Regions from separate parts of the Mus musculus genome. Here regions 2 and 3 are each linked to region 1. The links are chromatin contacts, called in public Hi-C and HiChIP or PLAC-seq maps. All regions are on one chromosome and are shown on one strand. The core of a region is the stretch at or near the end of the contact, and the rest is flanking DNA. Distances in the headings are between cores, read along the strand shown.

Region 1 (3,716 bases), core at 690-3,189:
ACACACAGACACATACAGACATACACAAACACAACTTTTTAAAAAAAGTACCTGTATTCTGAGATAGTTCATTGTACAGCAAGATAAGTTGGAACAGGTTCCTGGAGTATCCAAAGATTTCTTAGTCAGAACACAAACAAGGCTGGCCCACAAACATTTAAAAATAATTGGATTGGAGTTTGTTAGAATTAAAAGTCCCAGTTTACGAAAAGAAACAATCAAAGGAATAAGTAATGAAACTAGAGAAGATATCCACAGAACAATCCTGCCAGAGGATTTGGACACAGGAACACCAGAAATACAGCTAACAACCTAATCAATACGTCCCAGAACTCTTTATAGACAAGTAAAGATTGGGGAAGTCGTTTCTACTGACCACAAATGGCATCTGTGCCATCTGTAAAGTCAACCATTGCCAGCCAGACATCCTTGTCTTATAAATGGGACATTTATTGGCAACAAAAAGCAAAGCCTGCTCACCTCCACAGAATATGGACAGAGGTGTCAAACAGTGGGACAGAGGACACTGAACAGAAGGACAGAGGAGAGTGCAAACCAAAGCACAGGTTTCCATTTACCTCGCCTCAAGAGCAGCTGATCTGAGGACAGGAGTCACAATGGTGGTTACTCGAGGTAGGGGCCTGTGTATTAAGAACACTGGCAGCTCTCTGCCTCAGTGGACATTGGTTCCCTAGAAAACCACGCTTGTCACAGCCATGAAGTTGCACATTGAGGATGAGTGTCTCTTGGCCCACCAGTGTTCATGTCTTCTACCCCAAGTGGACAGGCAAGGAGAATATACAGGGACAGTGAGCACTGTGGCCAGGCTGTCTTGAGAAAAACTGGGCCATACCTGTCCCCTATTTTTAAGGAAAAGTGACAAGAAGGATGTCAGGATGTTTTTAGTGGAAACAAAATGTAAAGCGAGTTACCTTGAGTTGAGTTAAAAAAAATAGATGCTGAATAAAGTTGAATCTTATGGAAAAAAAAAAAGAAGAAGAAATAGAAAGGAACTTTGATTCAGGAAAGAGGCAATTTATTATTATCAATGGTGAGAGAGGTTATTGATTGACACAGAGAGGACACTGGCCAATGTCACCAGAGCCAGATCAAAGGGTTAGAGATAACCAGAGATGTATCAGAAGAAAGTGTTTGAGTTCCACAGGGTAATAGGAGACTCATCTGCCTCTTGCTCTGAATTCATGAACAGAGAGAACCCTTCTCAGGGCAGAGCTGGCTGAGTGTTCAAGGCACTCCTACTCATTCTCAGGAGGGGCAGAGCTGTGGGCGAGAGCCAGGACACATCTGCCAGTGTCCCCTGTCTCTTAGGCACCAATCTTCAGTGTTGATGTCACTTGTGTGGTGAGTGCGCATATGCACGTGCACATGTGTGTGTGTCTACACATGTGTGTGCGTGCACATGTGTGTGTGCGCTGTGCAAGTGCCACAGCACTTCTGTGGAGATCAGAGGACAACCGTGGGCTCCGGGGTTCAAACTCAGGTTGTCGGGTTCTACAGCAAGCATCTCTACTTGCTGAGCCATCTCTATGCTCCTAGTTCTCAATATTGAATTCACACGCAGTCTCCAGGCTATTGTAGTTAAAAAGTCCTTATAACCTCCCAGTCAAGCTGGATATTGACATCCAAGGTGAACTTAGAAGCCACAGTAGGTTCCATCTGTCCCGGTCCAGGGATGCCTGTGTAGCACAGCCTTTCCCAAGTCCCACTATAAACCAGGACTATCACATTTAGAGCCTTGCTTAGGGAAGGCAAGATAGAGGGAATACTCGTGGACAAGATAGGGAGACTGGAGGCTCAGCTATGCTGCAGAACTGCCGCGGTTACCCAGCAAAGGTGAACATGAGGTTTTATGAGACTGCATGACAGCCTCTGCTTACATAGCCTGTGTGCAGTGAACATTTGCCACAGAAGCCTTAACAGGCGGAAGCACTAAACTGTCAGCAGAGGGAAGGTGGGGAGTTAAAGCATATTCATGGAGTCAGCAAACCACTGTGAAAACAAACGATTAAAGCCACACACAGAAATGTGTGTGGATATTAAAAGCCAAATGGAGAGCCAAGGAGGTAAGTCCTATAAGTCTCGGCACATATGGGATTTGCATAGATTGAGTCTGAGTCCATTCCTGAAACATGAGAAGGTTGGGTGAGGCCAAATAAGCTGCATCTCTTCCCACTTAACAGCTGAACCCATTCTTCAAATCGGAAGTAAAAAGCTGAATGTGGCATTTTCAACTATACCTGGATAAACGATGACACTACCACAGAGACACAGATGTGTCAGAGCAAGGAAATACATAAACCAAGCAACAACAACAACAACAAGTTCTAAAAGGAAGGAAAACTCACATACCCTAACTGCAACATAACTGAAGTCTGCCAGGACATTCCTCTGTTACTGTTTAAACTGTCTTCAAACAAGAACAATTGGAATATTGCCCTGTACTTCTCAAAGCTGGCAGAACCCTGAAAGCAAACAAGTCATGATGTACAAGAAACAACCAAACAAAGGCCGAAGGCATTGCAGCCAGCGTAATCCTACGATCCCAGCATTCCAGAGGATCAGAAATTCACGTTTATCTTCTGCTAAAGTTCAAGAACAGCCCAAGCTGTGTGAAACTTTATCACAAAAAAAGCAAATAAACATACAAACAAATAGGATCTCAAATTGTTCTATCCTTGATTATAGACATTTTTAAATTATATTAGGTCAAAGCAAAGAAGAATAATACTCTCAGATAGCAAAAGTAATTCCCCAGAAGTCCAATATATGTGGGGTGGACCGATAGTAAGTGGCAAAGAAGGCTTTGCTGTTTAGAAAACCAAAGTATAGCATCAGCACTGGGATGTTCACAACATCCTGTAACTCCAGTTTCAAAAAACCCAGTGCATTTGTTTAGCCTCTATGGGCACCTGAGTGCTTGTGTACAGACACATACAAACACACATATGCACACACTTATACATTTTTTTAAAAAGTGAAAAAACCCAAAGTAGATATATGCTTTTGATTAATCTCATAAATGGGAGTCAGGGCTTCTTTATTTGTATAATGGACTATATATATATAAACAAATCAACTGCTAATATTGATTTGACAATCAACTGTTAATATAATTTTTAATGGACTAGAACACCACAGCTCATTCCTTTTACTTCCTGAATATTTTAATTGAAATAGTATTTAGAAAAATAGGTGCCTGGGTTGGAAAGGCAGAGAAAAAAAATTATCAATTTAAAGTGTATAGTCAGCTGGGCCTGGCTGTATACCTCTTCTTTAATCCTAGTACTAGGGAGGCAGAGGCAGGCAGACCTCTGTGAGTTTGAGGACAGTCTTGTTTACATAGTGAGTTCTAGGCCAGACAGGACTATATAATGAGGGTCTGCATAAAATGAAAAAAAAAATGTAATCCAATTTTCTACCTAGACAAGTTTCAGCTGAGTGACAGTGAATGGCTCCTGTATAGACTTTAAAACCCTGATAACAGAATAAAAATCCACTGTCTTAAAAAAAGTTCCTTTAAAAATTTTATTTCCTTGATATTTTAATTCTTTTTGAGGCAGGGTCTCATGTTGCTGAACCTAGCCTGGTTTTGAATCCATAATCCTCTTGCCTCCACTTCTCTTATCACGAGCCACAGGGGTGAAACCACCCTACTGTGCCTGCTGCCTTTTTACTTAAACAGATGCACCCCTGTA
Region 2 (3,716 bases), core at 695-3,194, 220 kb before region 1:
TGGGCTCTAGGGAATCTGAACTCAGGTTCTCATGCTTGCAAACCTAGCATTTTACCCAGTGAACCATCTCCTCAGAATTCATTCTGAGTACACACTGTGCGTGCATGTGTGCGTGCGTGTGTGTCTTATAGTATGACATCAGTTTAGGGGAGAGGAAAAAAATAATTTTCTTCATTTTTATGATTCCTTATTTAGGACAGACCCCTGTAACAAAACCACATCAACAAGAGAACAATAACCCAAACAGTGGCATAGCCCTTTAATCTCGGCACTCAGGAGACAAGAGGCAGGCAGATCTCTTTGAGTTAAAGCCCAGCCGAGGCTACATAGTGAGCTCTGTCTCAGTAAATAAGAGAAAAACAGACAGAAAATTGAGAGCTTCTCCAAGGAATGAACAGCTCTCCAGAAGCTGGCTTAGGATACAAGTCGCCTTCAAAGGATAGTCAGTTTTTAGAGACATGACAAGGCATAAGGTGGCAAAGAAGAGTTTGAGTTCTTAGGGCTGGAAACCAAGAGAAGGCAAATAATATATGGCAGGAGAAAGGCTCCGGGGTCAGGCTTGTTATGTGAATTTCTTACTGGTGAAAGTTTGTGAAATCCCAGCACACAAGAGGTAGAAAGGGTTACTTGAGATTCTGTTTGAAAAAACAAAGATCTGTGGAAAAACCAAAACTACAAGATATTGACAGGTCTCAGCTGACTAGAAGTGAGAACACCTTGTTCTATAACATAGCACAGCTCTTCCTACATCTGGAGGAGAAGCCTGGCTCTTTAGACTGCCCAGGGCAGAGGAAGGCAGAAGCTGGAAACAAAGAGCTGACTGGTTTTGAAGTTATGCTCTTTGGGAAGGTTGAAGCATAGGGGACATCGTTCTCGGATCTGCTAACAGAGGCATGTCACCAGCTCCCTTTCCTATGAAGGTCAACCAGAAAATTTAGTTTCACCTCTGGTAGCACGCAGCTTCCGATGGGGATTCCCCATTGAGTTGGCATGCTGTCCATCCATCCAGCCCAGTAGCTCAGGCCAAACTAATGGCTTCCTAGGAATTTTACTTAAGATGTCTAAAATTGCCTTTGGTGATAAACCCACATCCCTCAGGTAGAGAAGGGAGGATCCCTTTGTCCTTGTGTGTATGTTTATTTTTATTTATGTGTTTGTGTGTGTTCTGGTGCCCTGGAAGGTCAGAGGAGGGTGACAGTTCCCCTGGCACTGCTGGCACAGGCAGTTGTAAGCCTCAGAAACAGAACTCAGTAGCACTCTTAGCCACTGAGTCATTTCTCCAGTGCTTAAAATTTTGTTATGCTTACAAGTGTGCCAGAGGAAGGTCCGGTGGAATAAATAGCAGGAAGTGCTCTTAACTACTGAGCCATGTCTCCAGCACCCCCACTCTCCCATACACACTCAGTGTTTTGTTTTTAGGCAATTGGAGGAAAGTAGACAGCATTTCTTGTTTTTGTGTCTTCTCTAGTGTCTTCAACTTGGAAACAGACCGTATGTGAGAGGCCACTTTGGTGTTCTAATTTTATTCGTATGGACGTGGGTCCCGTGTTTTGCTCCTCTTACTTCACAATACCCCATCTCTCTTCCTTTTCTTATCACGCAGCTGAGTCCCTGGAACAAAGTGCTCACTTTAGAAATGTTTGCGGCCGGTTTGCCTGGTTTAGACTGAGATTGGCCACGTGCATTCTCTACAAGCTCGCGATTTTGGGGACTGTAGAGGGCACTTGTGAAGAAGGATGCATCTTCAGGAGAGGCGGGAAAGGAGAGCTGAGGTGGCCCTCAACCTGCGCCTTGGATGTGGGCTTCTGGGACCAGAGTGTACTTCGGGGGCACAGAGGACCAGGATTAGATAACACAAAATCGGCGAGCCTGGGGAGCAAAGGACCTGGGTGGGACGAGTGGGCGTGGTCGTGTGCTCTGGGGCGTGGTCTGGGCGGGGCGAAAGCGCGCAGACGCATAGAGCAGGGTCTGCTGGCGGACCCGCGGTCAGTCTGCAGCTGCGGGAGGCCATGGGGCGCTTCGCCGCTGCATTGGTGGGCTCACTGTTCTGGCTGGGGCTGCTGCTATGTGGTCTGGGCAGTCTGGCGAGCGCCGAGCCCCGGGCCCCGCCGAACAGGATCGGTAGGTGCGGGGGATACAGAGGCGCGGCGATGCCTAGGTCGGTCTTCCCAGGGCTGGGTGGAGATCGGGGTCCGGAGACCGGGCCGTGCGCTCCGAGTCTGGAGGAGTGCCACTGGAGGCGTGTGCTAGCCAGGGACTCGGTATCCGTGCAGCTCCAGCCTGGGAGGCCCTCGGCTCTAGCAGCTGAACGCCCTCAAGAGCCCGCCTCTAGCTGTCCCTGGAGCTAAGTCTGTTTGTCCGGCCGATTGGGGCACGCAGACTCTGCACTGGGACCAGTCTCTCTTCCCCTACCTCCAGATCCCCTCCCCCGAGAAGGACTGGGACCGCCTCCCCGCACCTGCGCTCTGCTTACTGCAACTGCTGCAGCTAGCTGGAGAACCCGGTCTCTTCGTGGCTTTGGTTGCCTCGGGTTTTCATTCCTGGGTGTCTATTCCCATCTGAAGCTGTGTCTTTCGGGATCGTTAATGGTGTTGGGGCCATAGAGAGACAAAGAACAAAGCTGGGCGAAGATGGCGTCTGCTTTATTTAAAATGCGTGCTGGAGGGGCCCATTCATACTTCCCCAGGAATTGGGCACAGCAGGGTCCCTGGGTCCGGTGGTGCCTCCACAAAGACCTGGGAGAACCTTTGGGCATCTTTTGACCAACTGTCAGTTTGTAACTTCATCTATAGCACCTGTCTAGGTTCAGGGAGTCTGTCTTTAAAGAGAACCCCTTCCCTCAGGTTTCCCCAAGCTGTTAGTTTTAGTCTTGAGTAATGGCTATTATTGGTTAATGGCTTTTCAAAAACAAAAGCAACACTGATAGGAGGGGAAACAAACGGTTCCTCTTTTCCTTTCCCCCCCTCCGTATAGCAATAGTCGGTGCTGGAATCGGTGGTACTTCCTCCGCCTATTATCTAAGGAAGAAATTTGGGAAGGACGTGAAGATTGACGTGTTTGAGAGAGAAGAGGTCGGGGGCCGTTTGGCCACTTTGAAGGTGCAAGGTCATGACTACGAGGCAGGGGGTTCAGTCATTCACCCCCTAAATTTGCACATGAAGCGATTTGTCAAAGAGCTGGGTATGTGATTTCATAGCACTAAGCAACACTATGTGTGACTGGCCGTATGTGTTTTCCTAACACAGAGAACTGATGTTTCTGCCTTGTCTTCTACAGAGAAGTTGGTGAAACTGTTTCTCTTGCTGTGGGGTTTAGCAGTTGGTCCCAGCTTAGCATCGAGCCACTCTCCTGTAATGAGACTCTAAGCTATCTGTGTGGCATCAGCTCTCTGGAATTACAGCCATGGGGTTGAGTGAGGGTGGCTGTTGCTGTTAATTCTTTAAAAAAAAAATTAAAAAAAATTTTTTTAAAAGTTATATTTTAGCTATTTATTTTGTATAACTGTGGGGTGGGGGTGTTGGTCTGAGTGCCACAGGGTGTGTATGGAGGTCAGAGGACAATTGATCCAGTCAGTTCTTTTTCTTCTACTGTGTGGGTCTCAGGAATTGAACCCAGGTGCAGTCCATTTGGGGCTGAGCCATGTTGCAGCCCCCTGTTGTCAGTTCTTAAACTTCAGGCTTTGGGTTGAGAAATCAGAGTGCTTTGAGCTAGCAGAG
Region 3 (3,716 bases), core at 643-3,142, 140 kb before region 1:
CCTCCCAGTCTCTAGAACTTTCGGTATGAGGGTCTCCTCACAGTTGGCTGAGCCCCATTATGTGGTTGTAGTAGCCTGGGCCAACAGCATGACTCTGGTGAATACTCCATGTACTGCTCACCATGAACTCCACCAATTCTGCCTGATTTGTAGAAGGTTCCTATTATAATTTACAGTGATCTTGCAAAGGGATATTGTCCTGGGGGGGGTGCTGGGGACATGTCTCAGTTGGTGGAATGCTTGACTTGCAAGCCTGAGGACCCAAGTTTGAGCCCAGAATCCATGGAAAAAAAGAAAAGGAAGAAAGCTAAGCATGGTGGCACATGTCTGTAGCCCCAGCAAGAAGGAGCAGAGACAGGTGGATCTTTGGGGCTTGCCAGCTACTTGGAAAACTCCAGGCTAGGGAGAGACCCTGCCTCAAAAAAAAAAAGCATGGATGGATGGACTGTATTAGTCAGTGTTCTTTAGAGGGAAAGAACTGATAGAATGAACACACACACACACACACACACACACACACACACGCACACATACACACATACACACACACACACACACACACACACACACACACGCATGCGCACACACGCACGCACACAGGAGATTTATTAGAACAGCTTACAAGCTGTGGTCCAGCTAGTCAAACAATGACTATCTACCAATGGAAGACAGTGTACCAAGACTCCAGTAGTTGTTCAGTACATGAGGCTGTATGTTTTGACTGGTCTTCAGTGTACACCGGAATCCCCTAAGGGTAGGCTCTAATGCCAGTAAAGGAATGGACTTGCCAGCAAGAGCAGCAGCAAGCCTGCAAAGAGAGCAAGCTTCCTCTTCCCGTGTCCTTCATATAGACTGCCAGCAAACCATATGGCCCAGATTAATGGTGGATCTTCCCACCTCAAAAGGTCTGGATTAAAGGTGGGTCTTCCCACATCCAATGATTCGATTAAGAAAACAACCTCCAGGCGGGAGAGGTGGCTCAGCCATTAAGAGCACAGCTGCTCTTCCGATGGTGGCTCACATCCATTTGTAACGAGATCTGACACTCTCTTCTGGAGTGTCTGAAGACAGCTACAGTGTACCTACATCTAATAAATTAAAAAAAAAAAAAAAGAAAGAAAAAAGAAAAAGAAAAAGAAAAAGAAAAAGAAGGAGAAAAAGAAAAAGAAAACAACTTCCTCAGAGGTGTGCCTAGCTGTTTGGGTTTTAGCAAATTCTAGATGCAATCATGTTGACAACCAAGAATAGCCACCACATGGCTCTTGAGGAATGACACTTGAGGTTGACTCCTGGCCTCCAAAGATATGCACACACATGTACATACCTACCCACACACATGTGCACATCCACACAAGGGGTATTGTCCTGTTCCCTCACCAAGTTTTACCACAATGTTCACTTTTTAAAATTCTTTTCTTTTGACAGGGTTCCACTCTGTAGCACGCTGGCTTCAAACTTGTGATCTTTCCTGGCTCGTCCCCCTTAGAGCTGGCATGTGCCATCATACCTGTATTTCTTTGCCTTCTTTGCTTGAGCTTGGGAACAGCTGGACTTGGAGGTGGGAGACTGAGGCATTGTGGCTGTTGCTGTGACCTGGGGAGTCGTGCAGCTCCCAGGCCCTTGGGTTCCTGGGACACAGCAGGAGGTGAATGCATATGCTTTGCGCTCCGTCCTTGCTTTGGATTAATAAGCAGCAACCCTTTGGGGCCAGGCCCCTGACCTAGTGAGGCTCCGCCAGGCATTAGCCTAGTTGTGAGTTGGTGTTGTCTTCATCCAAATATCTGGGAGGCCACCCTCTTCTTCCTCTCTGAGCATTCAGACAGAGCTCTCCAGTGCAGTATCTGCATAGCTGCTGTATCAGGCACTGGCCTGTGTGTGATTCATCATACATTCTGGGCCTGCCTACTGTGACTCACCTGACATTGGAATCCACCATCCGTTTCCCCAGTCGGTGCCTGGTGACGTCATGCTTGGCTGTGGTCTCTCTTTAATTCCCTTCAGCTCAGTACAGCTCCAAACACCTGAACAGTTCCTAAGAGTTCAGAACCACAGGGCACTTACTGTCACAAACAAAATATATACACAGCCCAGTTCTGGGCTCCAGGGAGCTCACAGTTTCCTCAGAAACACAAAACAAGATCTCTGCACAAAACAGGCAAACGTTCGCAAGATATGAATCATGGTTCCTGGTGGGTGGAACATACGTTCCCAGGGCAAAAGGACGATGACTTCTTCTAAGGTTAGTCTTCACTGTGGCCTGGCTGGATTTAGAATCACCTAGGAGATATGGCTCTGAGCGGGTGTGTCTATGAGGACATTTCTAAAGAGGTGTGACTGAGGAGGAAGATGTCCTGTCAGTGTGGGTGGCACCATCCCACGGTCTGGGGTCTTAGACGGAATAAAAAGGAGTTGGAGAGATGGCACAACAGTTAAAGCACTTCCCATACAAGTGGGGCCCCATGTTCAGATCCCCAGAGACCCAGAAGGCAGAGATAGGACATTATTCCCCAGAGCAGGCCAGCTGGCGGGACAAGCCATATCAGTGAGCTCTGGGTTTGATTGAGAGACCTTGCCTCAGTGAACAAGGTGGGAGAGTTATGGAGGACGATTCCTTACATTGAGCCTTCAAATGCACACATGCTTACAGACACACAAACTCAAGCACACACGTGTGCCCCCACACACATACCAGAAATGCATATACACAAGCACACCACACACAGATATGCACAAAAAGGAATAAAAAAAGAGTGGTGGCGCACGCCTTTAATCCCAGCACTTTGGAGGCAGAGGCAGAGGCAGGCAGATTTTTGAGTACGAGGCCAGCCTGGTCTACAGAGTGAGTTCCAGGACAGCCAGGGCTACACAGAGAAACCCTGTCTCGGGAAAAAAAACAAAACAAAAAAAACATAAGCAGCGTACCTGCATCCTCCTTGTTGTTCCCTGACCCGCTGAGATGGAAGCAAGCAGTCTTTTCTTTTCTCCTTTCTTTTTAGATTTTATTTATTTACTATATGTAAGTACACTATAGCCGTCTTCAGGCACCCCAGAAGAAGGTATCAGGTTTCATTATGGATAGTTGTGAACCACCATGTGGTCACTGGGATTTGAACTCAGGACCTTCGGAAGAGCAGTCAGTGCTCTTAGCCACTGAGCCATCTCTCCAGCCCCAGAAGCAAGCAGTTTTTCACTCACACTGGTGTGGGTCTTGCTGCCATGCCTCCTCTACCATGATGGACTGTATCCCTCGCACCACGAGCCAGAAGACATCTTTCCTCCTTGGTTTGCTAGCTATTTGGTCACCGTGACAGGGAAGAAATCAGTTAAGCTGTAAGGCTTGAGCCCCATGAAAGCAGCATGGCTGACAGTATGTTTTTATAGATAATTAAGAGAATTCTTTGAATCCATGGGGAAGGGGGGGCACTCTGGGAAGGGAGGAAGCTCTTACACAGGGTAAGAATCAGTGGAGACAGGATCAGAGGTGGAAATTGGACTTGAGCAAATGGTCTGTTTAATTTGGATGGTGTGATGTAGTTTCTAAATAAGCCTCCCTCCCCTCTCTCTAACCCATGCTGCCTTTGGTTTCCAGACTCAGATGCCATGACTGGACCCAGCTGCAGTTACAAGGCTTCTCCTTGCCGACTAACAGCCCCCTGCTGCCCCCACCCCAGCCAAAGGACCACTTCCTTGGCACACACACTGGAGTGCTCTGCCAA

Evidence for each region. Hi-C and Micro-C count contacts between places; a contact is called where the count stands out from the background. HiChIP or PLAC-seq counts read pairs in DNA pulled down with a chosen protein or histone mark.
Region 2: a contact with region 1 is called in a Hi-C map of liver, with 4 times the contacts expected there. The contact joins the promoter of Pcyox1 here to the enhancer-like site in region 1. A contact is called at or near these places in 2 of 39 promoter capture datasets (embryonic stem cells and liver), 3 of 484 Hi-C or Micro-C datasets (the AML12 cell line, liver and nephron progenitors), 3 of 115 datasets of contacts at active chromatin or transcription factors (embryonic stem cells, pancreatic cancer cells and stem cell-derived neural progenitor cells) and 3 of 9 other capture datasets (adipose tissue, liver and pancreatic islet).
Region 3: a contact with region 1 is called in an HNF4G HiChIP or PLAC-seq map of pancreatic cancer cells. The contact joins two enhancer-like sites. A contact is called at or near these places in 2 of 115 datasets of contacts at active chromatin or transcription factors (pancreatic cancer cells and stem cell-derived neural progenitor cells) and 1 of 9 other capture datasets (embryonic stem cells).

The regions. Positions count from the first base shown.
Region 1 is chr6:86,175,169-86,178,884 of GRCm38.p6, reverse strand. No RefSeq gene overlaps it. Among named protein-coding and RNA genes, the nearest start is that of Tgfa, 18 kb to the left of the region's middle. Within about 2 kb of position 1,939, at least 11 of the 459 cell types and tissues checked have an H3K27ac peak or open chromatin away from gene starts, as enhancers often do. A contact at or near this core is called in liver and pancreatic cancer cells, where this site is marked.
Region 2 is chr6:86,395,378-86,399,093 of GRCm38.p6, reverse strand. Pcyox1 (prenylcysteine oxidase 1) reads left to right here and starts at 1,944. Exons shown (of 6, transcript NM_025823.4): 1 at 1,944-2,121; 2 at 2,974-3,180. The coding sequence starts at 2,010.
Region 3 is chr6:86,317,252-86,320,967 of GRCm38.p6, reverse strand. No RefSeq gene overlaps it. Among named protein-coding and RNA genes, the nearest start is that of Fam136a, 47 kb to the left of the region's middle. Within about 2 kb of position 1,892, at least 88 of the 459 cell types and tissues checked have an H3K27ac peak or open chromatin away from gene starts, as enhancers often do. A contact at or near this core is called in pancreatic cancer cells, where this site is marked.